Linked DNA regions of Mus musculus: region 2 is linked to region 1. A link is a contact called in public Hi-C data. All regions are on one chromosome and are shown on one strand. The core of a region is the stretch at or near the end of the contact, and the rest is flanking DNA. Distances in the headings are between cores, read along the strand shown.

Evidence for each region. Hi-C and Micro-C count contacts between places; a contact is called where the count stands out from the background.
Region 2: a contact with region 1 is called in a Hi-C map of Sertoli cells, with 5 times the contacts expected there. The contact joins the promoter of Rplp0 here to the promoter of Cabp1 in region 1. A contact is called at or near these places in 1 of 484 Hi-C or Micro-C datasets (Sertoli cells) and 1 of 9 other capture datasets (adipose tissue).

The regions. Positions count from the first base shown.
Region 1 is chr5:115,192,379-115,197,807 of GRCm38.p6, forward strand. It overlaps Cabp1 (calcium binding protein 1), which reads right to left and starts at 2,003. Exons shown (of 6, transcript NM_001310712.1): 1 at 1,276-2,003. The coding sequence starts at 1,869. It overlaps Gm35515 (a long non-coding RNA gene), which reads left to right and starts at 1,960. Exons shown (of 3, transcript XR_387599.4): 1 at 1,960-2,512.
Region 2 is chr5:115,556,733-115,562,161 of GRCm38.p6, forward strand. It overlaps Rplp0 (ribosomal protein, large, P0), which reads left to right and starts at 2,735. Exons shown (of 7, transcript NM_007475.5): 1 at 2,735-2,807; 2 at 3,055-3,156; 3 at 4,009-4,272; 4 at 4,367-4,513; 5 at 4,601-4,786. The coding sequence starts at 3,103.

The sequences.
Region 1 (5,429 bases), core at 753-3,252:
CACACAAACCACTGCAGTGAGCATCTCCCTTGGCACGTAGCCAGGCTCTCGCCCTCTCCCTCTCTCTCGCAGGGCCCTGCGTCCAAACCTCTACTCCTGAGCACCGCTAACAGGGCTCCCTGCAGGAACAAAGCCGTGTGCCTGCTGGCCCCGTCACACCATCACAGCGGTCCCGGTGCAACCCGAATCCACGTGCAGCTGCCTTCATGACAGAGCCCCGCCTGCATTAACCACTGCAGAGTAGTATTTTGAAAAGAAGCGAGCAGTTCTGAAGCAAAAAACACACGCGGCCTCCTGATCCCCGCACAGCCAGCGGGAGCTTGAGGTGGTTATCTTTGCGATAGATCCTACCAAAGAAACACTTAGACCCCTGTGTCTGAAACTATGCCAGCCTTTTGATTGCGCCTCTGCAGAACTGACTCCCTGAGTTTGATTCAATTACAGTCTCCCAACTAGAGGAAATCTTGGCTTTGCTCAGAAGTTCACGGGTTCCTGTCTCTCCTGCGACACAATACCACAATGTAGCCTTGAGCTGTTTGTAAATGCCCCGCTGACTGGAATCCTTGCGGGCAAAGGCGTGCGAGGGACAAAAATGAGTCACCAATGACCTCTTAGTGGCCTTCCTAACCCTAAAAGGCACACCAACCCAGGCTTGGATTTTCTGGGTCTTATCCCACAATTGCCTAACTGCCATTCAGATAGCATCCCTGGAATACCATCTTCCTTGAAAACACTCTCAAGTTCTAGATGGAGCCGTAGCTCTGGACAGACCCTTCATGCCTGTCCAGACATCTCTTCTCCTCCCCATTTTTCCAATCCCCTAACTTTCCCAGACCTTTGAGGACACTCTAAGTCACGGCTAGTATAAATCATCCACAAGCAACTCGCTGTACTCCCAGGCCCTCCCCCTTTGCCGCTCAGACTCCAAGCCCTTCGCTCCTCTGGGTCGCCAGAGGCCAGAGAGAGGAGAAGGTTGGCGCCGCCTGCTCCAAGCGCTGCTCACGACCCTGGAAAATCTCCCGGAGGATTGCGGAGGTCGCTCTTGCAGGTGCGAGGCAGGCTCAGCTGAGCGGCGCCCAGGAAGAGGCCCGAAGTGTGGACAGCGCACAGGGTGCTGAATCAGACACGGGGGTGGCGGAGCGCCAGGGCCGCGGGAGGACAGGATGAGCCAAGGTGCACCCCGACTGGGCAGAGCGAGCAGAACCGGGGACGCGCCGCCGCCGTAGGGTCCCGAGCGCCGGTGCCCGGAGCGCGGGCGAGGGGCGCGGCCCTTACCTGGCCGAAGGCGGAGCTGAGCATGGGGCGCAGCCGGTGGAGGAACGGGTCCGCCTCGGGGGTGCCAGCAGGAGCCGGGTCCCCGCGACCCCGCGATCGCAGGGAGCCCCGTAGACCGAGCGCTGGCGCCAGCCCCCGTTCCTCCCCATCGCGCCCGCGGGCCGGCGGTAGCGTCTCCCGGGGCCTGCAGTGCGCCTGGGGCAGCCCACGCCGGCTCCCGCGCGCGCCCTCGTCCCGCGGCACGGGCCGGCACAGGGGCCTCCGCGAGCTGGGGTCCCCGCACGGTGGAGGCGAGCCGGGGCAGGGACCGGGCAGCCGGCGGCCACGCAGCCCGGGGTCCCGCGCAGAGCTGTGGCGGGGAGCCCGGCTGCCCCCGCTCGCCGCCGCCGCCTTGAGCAGCGACGTCTTGGACTCGCTCTTGGCAATGTGCGAGCTCATCGCGGCGGGGCCCGCGCTCGCATGGCCCGGCGGGGGTGGTGCGGGGCCCCCGGAGGGCAGAGAGCGGGGCGCCCGGCGGGAGCCAAGCCCGAGGACGCGCTGCAGGCGGGCGCCGTCCCCTGGCCGCTTAAATGCGGCCCCGTCGCCGCCGCCCATGTGACAGCGCAGCCTCTGCGCCTGGAGCCTCGAGCTCCCGGCGGCCGGCGCTGCAGATCTGGGGGGGCAGCTGGTTGTCCCCCGAGAGCCCACCCCCGGCTCTCCCGCGGCCCAGGTGCCGCCGCGCCCCGCCCCTCGCCCCGCCCAGCGCTCGGGGAGTCCCGCTTCCGGGCGCCTCTGGTGGCCAAGGGGGCGCTGCGGCACTGAATGTGAGCACGAGGGAAGGGGCTGGCTAACCTCCCCCAAGGAGACTGGCGGAGCCCCTTATCACGCCCAGAGGATCCCTCCATGCCCAGGATCGGCCGGTCGCCCCCCCCTCACCCCAAAGTCAAGCAAGGGTGCACTTTCCAGAGAGAACAACTTTGGCAATAGGACCAAAGGGGTGCAGGACGCTAGAGACTCAGCTAGGATGCAGGCACTCTGTGACACCATCCAGACAAACGCAGGAGCCAGATGACCTGGAAGGATAAAGCTAGGAGTGTATCCATGCCTCGTCCATCCACCTTCCATAGAGTACACCGGACTAGGATTGCCCCGAGCAAGTCAGCCACGGAATTTACAGTTGACACAACAGAAGAGGAGCCAGGTGGCATCTGGCTGCAGCTACCTGTCCCGGAAGTGCCTGGTGGTGGTCAAGTTCCAGGTAGGACACGTTGGCTATGCTTGTTTCTCCATCGAACCACCTCCTGCCCTTCTAGTTGTTAGAGAGAGGACTCCTGCCCTTGGTAAGCATCCAGGAAGTCACACTGTGCTGGTTTCAATCTCAAATCCCAGCTCTGCAGCTTGCCATCTGGGAAGCTTGGGCAAGTGTCATCAGCCTCCCTGAGCCGGTTTCCCCTCTTCAGTGAAATGCAAATGATTCTTCCCAAACTGATTTCGTGGCGACACAAGATTTCCTGGTGCTCAAGAAAGACTCCAGCAGGAGGGAGCTGGCACAGGGCACACACTCATTTAGCAGCTTCTCTCCAGTCTGCACCTCCTGAGGCCCCCTTGTACCAAGGTGCTTAGTAGTAGGGACGTTAAGATTTGGAGGCGAGGGCCTCCCTGTTCTCTGCCCATCCTCTGTCCCTTACAACCTGCTCACTGCTTAGCCTCATTAGGATAGATGGGCAGACTCCCAATATCACGGGGCTTCGAGGAGGACCCTCTTTTTTGCATGGTGTATTTCTACCTATGCATGTGCAAAAAAAGAAAGATCTGGACGTGGTGGCATGGGCCTGCAATTCCAGCATGTGGTAGGTGGAGGAACCAGAATTGCTATAAACTTGAGGCTTCAGAGTAAGACTCTGTTTAACTATTCTAACTCGTGTGTGTGTGTGTGTGTGTGTGTGTGTGTGTGTGTGTTTTGGGGGGGGGATCTGGGTGTGGTGGCACATGTCTGAAATCCCTTGGGAGAAGCAAACAGGAGGGTTAGAATAACGAGTTCCAGGCCAGGCTGGGCTACATGAGACCCTGTCATATAAATAAATAAAGCTGGGCAGTAACGGTGCACACCTTTAATCCCAGCACTTGGGAGGCAGAGACAGGCGGATTTCTGAGTTCCAGGACAGCCAGAGCTATACAGAGAAATTCTGTCTCAAAAAACCAAACCCAAAATAAAAGAGTGTTTGCTTTGGGCTGAAGAGATAGCTCAGCCATTAAGAGCACTGACTGCTCTTCTGAAGGTCCTGAGTTCAAATCCCAGCAACCACATGATGGCTCACAACGATCCATAACAAGATCAGATGCCCTCTCTCTTCTGGTGTGTCTGAAAACAGCTACAGTGTACTCATAATAGATAGATAGATAGATAGATAGATAGATAGATAGATAGATAGATGTAACAGGCAAGGTGTCACATGTCTTTAATTCCAGTGCTCAGAAGACAGAGGCAGGCAGACAGATCTCTATGAGGCTGTCATAGTCTACAGAGTTATAGGCCACTCATGGCTACATAGTGAGACATGTCTCAAAGCAAGCAGGCAAGCACATCAACAAACAAAGACCCAGGATGGCCAGGGAAAGCAATTGCACAGAACAAAAATGATCAAGGAAATGAACCAGCATTTGGGGGATTAAAGACAATGTACACGCAACATAAACCTCAGGAGATGAAGACCTGAGCGGAATCCCTCAGGAGCCGATAAGCAGCAAGGGCTGACTGTAAATCCCGGCTGTGCCTGCCGCTCACCAACCTTCCTGAAGCCTACACACCCCTGAGACAAACCTCTGTCTGCCCGGCCGCCCATTTTGGAAACCCAAAGAAGCTGGTTATCTTGCACACAGTTAGTTATTAACGCAAATGAAATAAATCAGAATTACGCTCACAGGCTAAATGGATGAGACATCTGTATTCACATCCCTGATAATCCTGCGTGTGGGCTGGAATTCCTTTTCATTTGTAACTTTTGTATCCAATACATATGCATGCCACCAGGTGTTGTGCCTTGCATCTGCTGTACAAAGATGTGCCCATTCATTCAATAAATAGTTGTTTGTTCGTTAAGCTGTGCAAGGGTTTGAACTTGGGCCTAGCATATTCTGGGCAACCACTCTGCCAGTGCACTATGCCCCAGACCAGACAGTGCCACTGGGCAGCTATTAGAGGAATTATCTTTGCATATGAAGCAAAAGAATGAGTTATGTCTCCATCTGGGAAAAGATGGATCTGACAGAGCAGAGAGATTCAAATATCTAGAGGAGAAGAGAGCTTGCTGTGTTCAAGAGGCCACCAGACAAGGAGGGCTACAGCGAGCTTGGAGGTGGGGGAAGGGAAGGCAGGGGACAGATACTTAAAGACCTTGAGTCACAGGATTGTTCATAACTATACAGCTCCATCACGGTGGGCGCGAGGGTGCAAATACGGCAGCAGGCAGGCAGGTGTTGCCCCAAAGTACAGGTGAGAGGTGATGAGGTTGGGACTGGGGTGACAGTTGGTGGAGGTATCCGGAAGGGGTGAGATTCATGAGATGTTTCAAGAATGAATGGTAGCCAGGCGTGGTGTCGCAAGCCTTTAATCCCAGCACTTGGGAGGCAGAGGCAGGTGAATTTCTGAGTTCGAGGCCAGCCTGGTCTACAAAGTGAGTTCCAGGACAGCCAGGGCTATACAGAGAAACCCTGCCTCCCCGTCTCAAAACAAAAGAATGAATGGTAAGGTCCAGCCAGGCAGGGTGGCAGGTACCCCAAAATCCCAGCACTCTGGAGGCTGACCTTGGAGGACCTGGGGATCAAGGTCATCCTTGGCCACATAGAGTTCAAGACCAGCCTGAGTTAAGAGAAACCCTGACTCAAAGGCAGACAAACAAGATGTAAGACCCATTCTTTGTTCTTCAGGGATATATATATATATATATAATATCTCAAATCGAGGAGAAAGACTACCGTAGTAATATAAGGGAACCAGGCAATTAGAGAATTACAGGCTGGGTTCTGTGGAAGCCCAAAAGAGAACCTTCAGGGAGCCAGAGAAGGCTGCAGAGAGAAGTGACATTTGAAGGGCAATTGACTGAAGAGGGTCACGGGAAGGTCATTGCACATGAGGAGGTCAGGATGTCACCTATACGGATGCTGAGGGTACTTGG
Region 2 (5,429 bases), core at 1,485-3,984, 370 kb after region 1:
GCTTCATGGCATGGTGATTGTAGTGGCTATTCCTGGTTGTCAATTTGACTATATTTGGAATGAACTACAATCCAGAATTGGAAGGCTCACCAGTGACCCTTATCTGGAGGCTTGGAGATAGAAGTTTCTGATCTGGATCTTGGTATGGAGATCTTTTTTTTTTTTTTTTTTTTGGTTTTTCGAGACAGGGTTTCTCTTTATAGCTCTGGCTGTCCTGGAACTCACTTTATAGACCAGGCTGGCCTCGAACTCAGAAATCCGCCTGCCTCTGCCTCCCGAGTGCTGGGGCTAAAGGCGTGCGCCACCATGCCCGGCCTGGTATGGAGATCTTGAGGCCTAGTGGCTATGGATTCCAGAAGATTAAATCTCCGAGTTTAAGGTCATCTGGGATTAAAGATGTGGTGGAACACATCTTTAATCTGGGCTACACCTTTCATCTGGGATTAAGAGGTGTGGTGGAACACACCTTTAATCTGGGCTACACCTTTCATCTGGGATTAAGAGGTGTGGTGGAACACACCTTTAATCTGGGCTACACCTTCTGCTGGAGACAATATAAGGACATTGGAAGAAGGGAGTCTTGCTCTTGCTCTCTTGCCTGCTTGCCGTGTGTGACTGAGCTAGATCCTTGGACTCCCATTCACAGCTACTACTGAACCATTGTTGGGAATTCGGCTGCAGACTGTAAGTCATTAATAAATTCCTTTACTATATAGAGACTATCCATAAGTTCTGTGACTCTAGAGAACCCTAACTAATATATATTGGTGTACGACAGTTAGGGTATTTATAGTGTCAGAGTCAGGATGTCTTTGGAAATGTAACGTAGCCATTATGTATGCACTTGGAAAAGTGCGTTTAGAGAAAGAGAGACATGGGGTTTGGATTTGACTGTGGAGCACAGTGGGGCCCACACAGTGGCCTTTGAACCTGTTTCTGCAGCCTTCTGAAATCATCAGGTGATTTAAACACTCTGGGCGCTTTCTTGTGGATAAAGTATTGCACCTCAGGACTTGGGGGGTGGGGATGGGGTGACGGTGGTAGCTTCAGGAACATGCACCAGCACTTAGTGCTGAGCATGGGGAATCCTTGTCATTAAAGAGCGACCTCAGCAGCCACTGATGCCTGCAGTTCTCAAACTGGACTGATCTTCAAAGGCACCAGGAAGCTTTAAAACAACAGACTGCTTGTTTAGCATGAACAAGGCCCTAGGTTCAATATCTTCCCCCATATATACACACTTATTTATATATGGATATTTATTTATTCATGGGTCTGGGAAGATGGCTCAGCAATTAAAAACAAGGCAGGAGTGAGACTGTCTCAGTAAAACAATTATCCAAATAATGTTGAACGACTGTGTGTGTATATATATAATGTGTATATATATATATATATATTATATATATATATATATATTATATATATATATATATATATATATATATATATGTGAAGAAGCTAGTTTTATGTATCGATTTTCTCCCGTATCCCTGGAAGGGAAAGCAAACGGTCAATAAAGTGGAAGTGCTTTTTAAGACAACACAGCAAGCGGCAGAACAAAGTTATGGATCCGGGTCTCATCTGGCCGCATGCCCTGCGTTTTGCCTGCTCAACAAATACTTATCTGCCCACTGTCTGGCAGGCACAGAATAAAATCTCTGCCCTGTGGAGCTTACCTTCCTGCAGGGAGAGGCTGACAAGCAGAATGTGGTGAATTATACAGCGAGTTAGATGGTGTAAGTGCTGCAGGAGAAGGTGGGAGAGTAAGGGAGAGTAGGTTTGGTTTTGCCCCCGCCCTTAAAATTTGAAATCAAGAATCAGGGCAGGTCTCCTTGAGTAGATAGCATTTGCAGCAAGATGTGGGGGAGGTGAGTTTCTCTGACCGAAGCTGGCCAGCACCATTCAAAAAGCTGTGAAGCCGGTGGTGGTGGCGCACACCTTTAATCCCAGCACTTGGGAGGCAGAGGCAGGCGGATTTCTGAGTTCAAGGCCAGCCTGGTCTACAAAGTGAGTTCCAGGACATCCAGGGCTATACAGAGAAACCCTGTCTCGAAAAACCAAAACCAAAACCAAAAAAAAAAAAAGGCATACTCTTGAAGGGGATAAAAGGGCAAAGGGATCAGGCGAGAGGCAAACACATCAGTAGGAAAGCAAGAAAACAGATTGCGACAGTGGAAACAGTCGTGTGGGACCTTGAGAATAGTCTACGTTTTAGGCGTTTACTCAGAGAAAACGGCAATCTTTGATTAACTTTGTGCGGGTGAAGATGTAGGTTTTGAAAGGAAGAACAAAACGGGCAGTGGTGGCGCACGCCTTTAATCCCAGCACTTGGGAGGCAGAGGCAGGCAGATTTCTGAGTTTGAGGCCAGCCTGGTCTACAAAGTGAGTTCCAGGACAGCCAGGATATACAGAAAAACCTAAAAAAATAAAAAATAAATAAATTAAAAGAAAGAAAAAAGAATGGAAGAACAAGAGGAGACTAGAGCATCAGCTAGGGTTTCGCAGAAAGTTGTTTTGCTGTACTGACTCGGTGACGCTGCAGGGCGGCTCCGACCCAGCAGAGGGCAGCAGGTCTGAAAGCGCGCCTCCTGCGGCCGGGTGCTGTCTTTACTTTCCCGACTTGCTGGAGTGGCAGCGGTCTCAGCCAATAGACGCGCATGTTTATTGAGTGAGGCAGGACAGTCGATGGAACCAGCCAATAGGCATGGACGACGTCGTCTTCGGGTTTCGAGGACCGCCTGGTTCTCCTATAAAAGGCACACGCGGGCATGCGGCCCGTCTCTCGCCAGGCGTCCTCGTTGGAGGTTGGGGGGTTGTTTTGTTGTGGGAGGGCGGCAAGAGCGCGGGGACGTTGCGGGTGGGAGCGATGGGCTCGGGAAGGATCGCGGCCGGGCTCTGCCCGTCCGGTCTACCGCCTGGCTTGTCGGATCGCCCGCGCTGCTGGCGGCCGCAGCCCGGGGCCCAGCTCTGGCGTGGCCGGCTTGGCCTAGGCCTGGGATCGGGGCCGGTGTTGGGGTTACCGGGCTCAAGCTGCCCCCTCTCTCTCCCCAGTGACATCGTCTTTAAACCCCGCGTGGCAATCCCTGACGCACCGCCGTGATGCCCAGGGAAGACAGGGCGACCTGGAAGTCCAACTACTTCCTCAAGATCATCGTAAGTGTGGAGCGGGCCGGGGACGCGCGGCTTCCGCCTCCGGGTCTTCCCGGGGCGGTCGTTGGCCACGCGCTTTAACAGAGTTTGGGCATCCTGGGGAAGTTCTGTAGTCTTGGGATCTCCCCCCCCCCCCCCCGCGTTCCAGAACTAGCTCGCTCACCCAGTTTTTCATCTCGTCGAGCCCTTCGCGTTTGTGCAAAGGGCTGAGACTGGAGTGATTCATCTTGTTGCCCATCTGAGACCTGCCAGTCAGGCTGCTGTTGAGTGACTTAATTACAAAAGGCCTTTGAGGTGGCTTTGAACCAGAGCTACCAGACTTTGTAGGTACCAGTCTGTTTTAGTTAACTTTTCTTTTTTTTTTCCGAGACAGAGACAAAGATTTTTGGGTCTGGTAGTACCTTTTATATTTCACAACCTAAGATCCCCCGACCTCTCTATAATTTGTTTTCTGTGCTTTTTAAGTCTGTCTCTTCCCTGATCAGAGTCACTTTGGTCACCCAGGCACGCCTTATTTAAAAAGTAAAGCTTAAGATTTACTTGAGGCAAGTCTTCCCCCTATAGCTCTGGCTGGCCTCGGATTAGCAATTAAGCCTTACCTGTCTTTACAGGTGTGGCACCACACCCAGCTAAAAGTTAATTTTTGGCTGTGACAGTAATTTTGTGATACTCGTAACCAGCAAGGAAGCTGGATCAGATAAAGACAGACGTTGGGCTCGGGTGGCTGGCTCCTAGCGAGAAGTGTCACACCTAGGGTGAAGCAATGGGGAGGTAGAGGTAGCAGGGTTTCGGGTTTTGCTGGGTATTTTTTGTTTGTTTTCCTCTCAATGTAGTTTTTCCTGGCTTCCTTCATAGCAACTTTTGGATGATTATCCAAAATGCTTCATTGTGGGAGCAGACAACGTGGGCTCCAAGCAGATGCAGCAGATCCGCATGTCGCTCCGAGGGAAGGCCGTGGTGCTGATGGGCAAGAACACCATGATGCGCAAGGCTATCAGGGGCCACCTGGAGAACAACCCAGCTCTGGAGAAACTGCTGCCTCACATCCGGGGGAACGTGGGCTTCGTGTTCACCAAGGAGGACCTCACTGAGATTCGGGATATGCTGTTGGCCAATAAGGTAAGGGGCTGGGACGATGAATGAGGATTTGGCCATTTCGGGGCTTTCACCGATGGAGAGGCATTTCACCGTCGACTACCTCTGTTCTGTTTAGGTGCCAGCTGCTGCTCGGGCTGGTGCCATCGCCCCGTGTGAGGTCACTGTGCCAGCTCAGAACACTGGTCTAGGACCCGAGAAGACCTCCTTCTTCCAGGCTTTGGGCATCACCACGAAAATCTCCAGAGGCACCATTGAAATTCTGGTGAGTAGATGGCCTGCAGTGGTCGGTCCTTTGGGCTGGGCCTCCTGTGTGTCCAGATGATAACTGTCCTGCTGTTCTCTTCCTCAGAGTGATGTGCAGCTGATAAAGACTGGAGACAAGGTGGGAGCCAGCGAGGCCACACTGCTGAACATGCTGAACATCTCCCCCTTCTCCTTCGGGCTGATCATCCAGCAGGTGTTTGACAACGGCAGCATTTATAACCCTGAAGTGCTCGACATCACAGAGCAGGCCCTGCACTCTCGCTTTCTGGAGGTATGTCTGCCCAGCTCCTTCCTCCCATGCTGAGTGTGACAACAGATTCGTGCTGGCATCTTCAGTTGTTCCATCTTCTCATCTGCAGAAAATAGAGTTGGGCAGGAGGTCATGTGCTGGGACTCTAAAGGTTGTTAGCCTGTGATAGCAAAACACTGCCTGTGGGGGCTGTGTCTAATCCCAGCGGAGGCAGGCACCCTCTTGTGAGTTTGAGGACAGCTAGGTCTCAAACAAAATAGAACATTGCTGGTCGGTGAGATTTTGAGTATTGAGTCAAGGAGAGATGAATACAATTTAATGCTAACAATTTAAATTGTTATTACTCTATCTTTTTAAAGACTGTCCCACACCAGGCTTTTGCCATTAAATTGACCTTTTTTGTTTTTTGATTTGTTTTGTTTTGTTTTGAGGCAGGGTTTCTTTGTATAGCCCTGGCTGTCCTGGGCTTTGTAGACTAGGCTGGCCTTGAACTCAGAAATCCTGCTTTTGCCTCCCAAGTGCTGGGTTTAAAGGTGTGCACCACCACTGCCCAGCTTAAGGAAAATTGTTTCCTTGAGTGAATAACTTACTGAAATTAGACATGCATCTATAGATTTAGCATTTTAATCTTAACATTTTTTTGAGTTATTTATATAGTTTATAT